2 separate regions of the Hordeum vulgare genome follow, and region 1 is linked to region 2. A link is a contact called in public Hi-C data. All regions are on one chromosome and are shown on one strand. The core of a region is the stretch at or near the end of the contact, and the rest is flanking DNA. Distances in the headings are between cores, read along the strand shown. Region 1 holds the start of LOC123428407 (auxin response factor 12). Region 2 holds the start of LOC123428404 (polyamine oxidase 5).

Region 1 (4,325 bases), core at 509-3,008, 180 kb after region 2:
TTTCCTGCACGAACAGTTGGTATTTCTGTGGGCACATTTACTCTTGGAAATGCTTGTAAGGACATGATTTGATCAATCATCAGTCATAAGAAAGTCAAGCTGTACCATGGCAGTCCAAAGCCAAACAAATTAAGAAGGAACTTCATTTAAGACCAGCAGACTTCCACGGTGACCTAATAAGAATAAGCCCTGGAGATTTTGGGAACTTGCCTCGGAAGATGTGTCTGAACTTCCACTCGACGTCATGAATATCCCGCGCAATTAGCTCCTGAGCAGGAGGCTGCTGCGTGAAATCCTACAAACCACACTATACCACCTGTTATTGGCAACAGCAGACCCAAAACCCACGGTGCAAAAGGAAAGGAACGCCGCCCAGAGCTACACACTCATCACACCAGAGGGGGGAAGACGCGCTCGGCGGCACGGCGGGGCACGGAGAAGCCGCCGTGCGTGCTGGTGTCGCTGGCCGTCAGCGTCTTGCAGAAGTAGTTGGTCGGCTGCTTGCTCATGATCCCCATCTCGGCCGGCAGGTAGGCGTCGTTCTGCTCTTGCTGCACCAATTACAGACCAACACAAGACAGGTGAGAAAAGAAAACATCAAACTCCGTATAAGAATCACATCATTGATTTAACCACTGCTGCTGCAATCATGAAATCGTTCTGGTAGGCTTACTGGGTTCAGCGGCTGCAGCGTCATCTGCGCGTACACTTCGTCGGTCTCCACATCGGCCTGCACAGATTGTCACGGTGACTAAACTCAGCACCCGCAGCACCGAAACGGATGATAATACGGATGGATGCATCTGATGTGAGGAATCAAGGCTGGGAGACGACGTACATGCATTGTGACGTCGTGCAGCTGGCAGATCAGCTGCGGCGGCAGGTTGGGGTAGTTGGGGATGTGCCCCTCCACCTCCTTGTTCGTCGACGCCGCCACCTTCATGACGCAAGCACACACACGCGGCGTTAGGAAACACAAGACGCAGGCAATACATCGACCAGCTTGCACGCACGCACGCGCGGAGGGGTTAAGAAAGAGGAAACAGCCGAGGGAGGGAGGGTGACGGCGGAGCTAGCGGAGCTGACCTGCTCGCTGTGGCCCTGCGGGAAGTAGACGACGCGCGTGCCGAGGGTGGGGAGGCAGACGAGCGGGCCGGCGCAGGCGTGCCACAGCTCCGAGTTGAGGTTCTTCTTCTCTGCACCCGCACACACGCACGCACGCACACCTCAACAAAATCAGCCTAATAAACAAACCAACCAAGGGAAGAAGAAAGGCCAGGCACGCGTGCAGGTAGCAAGCAGGCAATAAACAACCAACCGAACAAGACCTAGCTGACCTTCCTCCGGCGGCGCGGCGGGCGGCGGCGGCGGCGGCTGGCCGCCGAGGCTGGCCCCGGAAGAGGAGCTCATCTCCCCCACACCCGTAACAAGACCAGAAAACGAGAAACCAACGCCCCCTCACAAATCCGCCCGGCGGTACCCCATCCTCAAATCCGCCGCATTCTGCAACAAGCAAAGGCAAGCCAAGGCACCGCGTCAGCCGCCACTCCCACACGGATAAAAAGGGAGCGGCATCAAATACGCTACGCGCCTACCTCATCTCATCCGGCAGTCATCCGAGCTCGGAGATCGCCATGGTGGCCGGCCAGGAGGGTGGGGGTGCGCAGAGAGAGAGAGAGGGAGAGGGGAGGGGGGGGGGAATGATTAGGTCCGGCGCATTTAAGCCGGTTCAGAGGCAGAAGTGCGAGTGGGAGTGCGCGTGTGCACAGTGCCGAGGAGAGAGAAGAGAGTTTTGAATAAAGCGAGGCGAGAAGAGAGAGAGAGGAAAGTTGGAAAGCGGGTTTTCGAAAAAGCCGTATTTTATGGGCTCATGTAAGCCGCTGTCGGGCGCCCCGTAACCCCCGCCCCGCCCGCCCGTAATGCCAATGCCGCCACAAGATCGATCCATCAGATCAGACCGCCCACTCTCACTCTCACTCTCACTGGCGTATGATAGTATCTCTGCGGCGTGGGCCAGGCCGCCTGTGAGGCCACGGCCCACCGCTGGGACGTGTTTGTCCAGTCCCTCCCCTCCCTCCCACCAGATTCCGCGTGCCGTTTTTTCAAAATATTTCCATCTCCTCTAGTAGTTGATTATATGTTCCATCGAGATGAGCGGCGAGCGATTATTCCTCCTTGGCCCGTGTACGTGACGCCTGGGGTGCACGCACGCACGTATCCACTGTGGTGGTGGTGGGCATCCGTCCGTCCATGATGCGATGCCTTTCTCCCAACACTGTGCATCTGTACTCTCCTCCCTTTGCTAAGACTCGTCGTCGTCGTCGGCATAAAGCGCCTCATCACCGTGTCGAACTGCCTGCCGCCAGGCTAACACGATAAGCCGGCCGAATTTTGACGCATTTCCCCCCGGCAAAGCGCAGCGTTTTTTGCATGATGGCGGCATCTTCGGCGGCCAAGACCGCAAAAACCGATGATGGACGGATGGCATCTTGGGAACGAACATAGGCCTTCACCGCGAAAAAAAAAAACTTTAATCATTACCTAGTAGAGTTCTAAACTTGGCAGTAGGCTGGTAGTTAATTAACTCATGTCGAAACCGCTCGACTCTTCTTGCCCACACAAACCCCAGCACCGGTCGCCGGTCCGGTCCGAGCCCGTCAACTACCTTAATCCGGGCCGCGATTAGCACGCGCGCGTGCACACAGTAAGCGTACGTCACAAAACGGCGCATTAAATTAAATTTATAAAGAAAAGAAAAGAAAGTAAATTTATAAAGAAAAGGAAAGAAAGTATAGGATGGGTACGGGGTACGGAGCCCGATCGTGTCACGTCCCCTCATCAGTGCACTGCGCGCGACATGCCGCTCGTACCGTGACGTGACCTCGCACGAGAGAGAGAGAAATGCATAAACAAATAGCATCTCTCTCCTCCTTCTGCCGACCGGGTGAGAGAAAGGTGACACGAACTGGAGTGAGGCGAGACATGGATGGAAGACACGTCGGCCGATCGGACCCGTACGTACGTACGTACGTCGACGCGACGTGCCCGTGGTATATTCCCCGCGTCTTTCACCTTTTTTACTGCCACCAAAGCACGTCGCGGAAAACTACCGCCGCTACCTACCGCCAGGCCTAGGCGCAGCTACTACGTGCGCCCGTGGAACGTACGGTGGTAGGATCGACCGTACTGTTGCGAGAGAAAAAAGATCCCAAAGAGTTTACGGCGTAATCTACCGGCGTGCACTCGTGTTTGATTACGGGTACGTGATCCCTAGCTAGGGTTGTTATTATTGGGTTGGCCTACTTATATTAGCTGTCTATATCTAGTGCTTGGAGTCTACTATGGGTGACAACAGTGAGCACACCGCTAGTCAGTGAACATGCTTTATGCGGATTCGACCGTTGTTGCTTTGGCTGCAACTTCCGGCATCTGCCAACAGTGCTGCTATCCATGATAACCTTGTGCCGTAACTTTCAACTTTGTAAAGGAAATACTTATATACCTTAAAAAGCGCAGCATGACAAGTGGGCCTCATCATTCGCATACACCCCTCTTCTTCTTTTTTTGTTGCTGCGAAAACACAAGTGATAGTAAAGCAGATCCTTGCTTATCAGGGTCTTAGTTTTAGTGGTCACCAATAGGAGACAGGGGAGGGATCATGATGAGTCGAGAAAACGAGAGGTGGCCGTGCCATCATCCGTACTACTACCGCCGCTACGGCTTTTGACCGGGCCGGGCCGGGCCGGGCCGGGCCTAGGTTGTTATGTTATTAATCAGATGATAATTAATGCGGCTGCCAGTTTAGTTGTTAAGGACTGGATCTGGAGCACGTACGTGTACTCCACTTGCCGGTCTGTCTGTACTCTGTAGGCACGCACGCACGCTCGCTCCGTATTAGTCAATGGTGCCCAATACTTTGAGTTTTTTATTACTTGTTATTTAAGGCAGGTCTTGTACTTGGCCTATCGTCCTGCCCAAGGACGGACTTGTCCGGGTGTTTTCAAAAAGAAGCGCCCGTCCTGGAAAGTGCAAAGGCACAGTGCGTGGCAGTGAGAATCGTCCGCTAGTAGTAGCAACTTACCGCTAACGTTTGCACTCTTCGTTCAGGTGTACCCATAAACGGCCATGTCCAGCTAACCTGCCCGGCCGTACCCTCAACTGCCTTGTTTACTCTAGAAAAATATGCTACTATACTTTGTGACAAAACGGGATATGGAAAGTACTTATATCGTGCTAACCACATGACTTGAGCTGCACCGTTGCTGATCACCATCACCAGCACACATGCAGCGCCTAGCTATAAGCTAGCAGGTGGTGCTGCACTA
Region 2 (4,246 bases), core at 1,651-4,150:
TGGTCATAAAGCACAGAGTTATCACCACTGGTGCGATATAATCTAAGCCCAAGAAGCCTAATCAATGGCGCCAAAGAATTCTCATTGCAAACACCATGCAACCTGAATAATCACATGATAAAGCCATGAGATCACTCCGGCTAAAATCAATGCAAGGTGGAGAAACACAACCTAATACTAGTTTTAGGATGCAACTAACCAAGATGCTCCCATGTCAATTGGGCAGCCAAAAGAATAGTCAGTATGCACACGGCCACCAAGTCGCTCCCGCGACTCTAACAGTGTGACCTGTAGGTGTGTAACTATATATAATTAAAAGGGTCTGAAACCATTAAAACACTAGTTTCACTAACTGTTTTACAGTGTACAGAATGTGGAACAAAATGATTTCATTTTATTTTCTTTCCCTCCTGCAGGGAGAATTTACCTTAAATGAAGCATTTGACAATGCACGAGCAGATGCAATGCCTGAAATCCCTCCACCAATCACAATTACAGAAGGGGGAGAAGCATTTTGCCCATCAATGTGTTGAACGAAGAGACCTGGAATCATGAAGAAACAGAGTATAAGATTTAACATTGTAAAACCAATGAAAGCATTTTATACCGCAAAAAAGAAAAATTAAAGCATTAAAATTAACCTAGTATCGCATATTCGGTATTCTGAAACTACCTGTGTAAGCACATATCAAAATTTCCACCTATGTGTGTTTATTTTGTACTGAAAAATTGTTTGTTAACTCTGCAACTGGTCTTAGTTGTCCATTCTAGCATATGAAAAAACACCTAAATAGGAATGCCTCTCAGGAAGTGATAGAAGAATTGTTCAGGAATATGCGTCGAGCAATTTGTTCTGTCCAGTTGATTAGCAGCAAGAGAGTCTAATGATGGAACGAGATCAACATAACGATCCCAATAATTAAATTGATCCGCAGCAATATCGATTAACTGATGCAGCGGCATATGCTATAAAAAAGCAAGAATAAGGACAGATAGACCTGGGATGCTGTTCCCCGTTCTGTCTTCTTCTAAGCACAAAAGTGCTAAAAACAATTCACAATTTAGTGGTCTCAATTTATGTAACCTTGTTCTACACCCATTTCTCTGCTCTAAACTCACCTAGTATCACATATTTAGTACTCCCTCCGTAAAAAATATAAGAGCATTTATATCACTAAAGTAGTGATCCAAACGCTCTTATATTTCTTTACAGAGGGGGTATTTTTCAACCATCTACCTGAACAAGCATGCACATGCCAAAATCTCCACTCAGTGCACTGTGTGGGTTAATTTATACTGACCAATTGTTTGTTAAATCTGCAACTGGTCATAGTTGTCCATTCTAGCATATGAAAAGCCACCTGAATGGGACTGCCCTTTTGGGATTGACAGAACAATCGTTCAGGAATATGCCGTGAGTGATTTATTCCGTCTAGTTGATTACCAACAAGAGAGTTGGAACAATATCAGCCTGACCAATCCCTTGAATTTATTCGATCCGCAGCACTATGGATTAACCGACGCAGAGGCATATGCTATAAAAAAGAAGGCGGACAAGAATGAGGAGCAAATAGACATTGAATGCTGCCCCCCCATTCTGTCTTCTTGCAAACGCAAAAGTGCTTGATTTTTTTCAACTTTTTAGTGGTCTCTGATTTATGGAACCTTGTTCTACATCCCTTTCATGGTTTCACTTGCCCGTCGCCATCACAGCCCCTTTCTTTTTTTTTACATGTAACATCCTCTGTTTCTATGACGATTCACCGGTTTGCTTGTAAGATTCATTCTTCTAGATTCTCATCGACCGACCAACGCCACTTTTTATGTGTCTACCATACGGCGATTAAGTCACCAAAAATATCTCTTTGTTTCATAAGAATTTTTTTTAGCTCGGCTGATCAATCATACTACTAAGTAAGGCCCATCATTTGTTAAAAAATATCGTCTTTAAGATGATTGGCCCCAGAGATGAGTGGTGGTCCCTTATTATACATCAACATCAAATGAATCTGAGGAACAATTCTGGTCCAATAATTTTTGCCCTTTTGAGCGCTGGAGAAGACACTAAACTGTCACAGACAGGGTCGATTAGCAGCACGATTGGGACGTCAGTCCACTTTCCACGACAGCTACATTTCGCCCGATCAATTTCACAATTAATTAAGTACTAGTTCTACTGGTAATATTTACCCCCACACCGCTGGTACAATTACGTAGTGGAATTAATCAACCCAGTGCGAAACGCTGAGAGGTTTCTTCACACTGACGTAACACTGAACACATCAATCAAAACTGGAAAGAAAATTACTGAACACGAAACAATATCTTTTGAGGAAGGAAACGGGAAAATGACAGGGGGAGTGTTTTGGTCGGGCACGCACCTCCTGCGGCGAAGCCATTCGGCGGCTGGTCCATCCTCGGTCAGACCGACGAGCCCAGCTGCAGCGCGACGGCGACGGCGGCGGCGGGAAGGAGGATCGAGTCGAATCGAAACAGAGACAGAGTGGGAAAGAGATCGATCCGGGCGGGAGGCTAGCAATTAGAGGAGAGGGAGGAGGAGTGGTCGCGGGCGCCACGTATAGGAAGCGAGAGGTAGAAGACGAAGACGAGGAGGCCGTCCATGGGGCCGCCGACGTCGACGCTGGATGCTGCGGTGGTGGTGGTGGTGCTCGGCGCCTCGCGGAGGTCCCCTCTCATACCCAAAACGGCCCGTCACCGGTGACGCCCGCACCGGCGATCCCTTCCTGCGGAGCCACGCCGCCGAGCCCGGACGGGTGAGGTGGTGGTGGAGGAGGAGAGCGCGCGAGGGTGCGTGCGTGGGTGGGAGGGAGAGTGCGGGAGGTGCACGGTTGGCCGAGACGGGTCGGGTTGCGTCGGGTTGGTTGGTGCGGTGCGGGTCTGGTGCGAGGGAGGTTCGTTTTATAGCCAGGCGAGTGGTGGTGTTTTTGCATGTGCGCGCCTGTGGAGTTGCGTTATTGCTGCTGGGACGGCACGATGCCTGTGGCTTATACTACGAGTGGAGTGGAGTGGAGTGTGGTACTACAGTTCAGCCTCGGCAAAGGCGTCCAGCGCTGGCGAGGTGGAGAAGATGATGGCGGAGCTCGGGCTCCGGGAGGAGGATCTAGATGATGTTGTCTATGATGAGAAGGAGGCCCCGCGAGATGTGGCCTGCAGATGGATCGTTATCACTAGGGTGCATATCACTAAACCCTACAGTCAGTTCTGGTTCTTCAAGAACATGAGAGCAGCGTGGGATCTCGCCCACGATTGCAAGGAGGACAACCACTATACAGTGCAATTCTTCTCCTTGGGAGATTGGGAGCGGGTGATGCAAGAAGGCCCCTGGAACTTTCGTGGAGACGCGGTCATTCTCGCTCCATATGATGGCACCACACAACCATCCAAGGTCCCGCTCTACACACTCGATATATGGGTGCAAATTCATGATGTTCTGACAAATACACACACGTGGTTTGAGCTCTGGCAAGTAGAGTTGATGAGGTGCTTTTCATTCAAAAACCCTCTCACGATTTTGCAGGTAATTTTTACCGTGTGTGGGTCAAGATCGACATTCGGAAACCACTCAAGAATGTTGTCTCGATGATCAGACATGGTGAGCGGCAGATTTACAGGGTGAGGTACGAATAACTACCTGATTGTTGTGCGGTGTGTGGGCATCTTGGCCATGTATACAAGGAACATGGAGATGGAGTTCCCTCACGATCGGTGATGTTCTTTAAAGACCTTCGAGCTTCATGGGCAATGCGGACAGGCTATGGCCCCGGAGGGGGATGTGGACGCAAAGGAGGTAGAGGGCGCGCGCTGGCTACTCGAACTCTGGATGTGGTTCACAGGGAGGTCCGCGAGGACAACTTCTAGGAGGACAATGACATAGATATGTTGGAGTCGAACCGGAAAAGGGGTGATAGGGTAGATACGAGCATAGAGAACATGCAGCAGCCGCTCCTTGACCCGAGCACTGATCAACTTGCTATTGTGCCACAGGGCTTAAACCCTCAAAGCCCCCCTCCCAATAGGGACTTGAGAAATCGGGGACTACAACTGGGAAGGAACCCATTGTTGGAGCGGTAAAACAAAGTTTGGCGGGCCCTGTCAAAGGGCACCGCCGGACCCAATGAGTATTATCAGCTGGAACTGTCGTGGCGCGGGCAACGCGGCGATAGTTCGAGAGATTCGCGACATCGCGAAGAACTTTGCCCTACCTTCATGTGTATTGTTGAAACTC

Evidence for each region. Hi-C and Micro-C count contacts between places; a contact is called where the count stands out from the background.
Region 1: a Hi-C map of seedling shows a contact between it and region 2, with 2.3 times the contacts expected there. The contact joins the promoter of LOC123428407 here to the promoter of LOC123428404 in region 2. A contact is called at or near these places in 2 of 6 Hi-C or Micro-C datasets (leaf and seedling).

What each region holds. Positions count from the first base shown.
Region 1 is chr2H:651,088,614-651,092,938 of MorexV3_pseudomolecules_assembly, forward strand. It overlaps LOC123428407 (auxin response factor 12), which reads right to left and starts at 1,759. Exons shown (of 16, transcript XM_045112602.1): 1 at 1,596-1,759; 2 at 1,338-1,503; 3 at 1,087-1,196; 4 at 839-937; 5 at 674-730; 6 at 396-551; 7 at 211-295. The coding sequence starts at 1,410.
Region 2 is chr2H:650,905,185-650,909,430 of MorexV3_pseudomolecules_assembly, forward strand. LOC123428404 (polyamine oxidase 5) reads right to left here and starts at 2,901. Exons shown (of 10, transcript XM_045112598.1): 1 at 2,382-2,901; 2 at 428-543; 3 at 200-288; 4 at 1-102. The coding sequence starts at 2,415.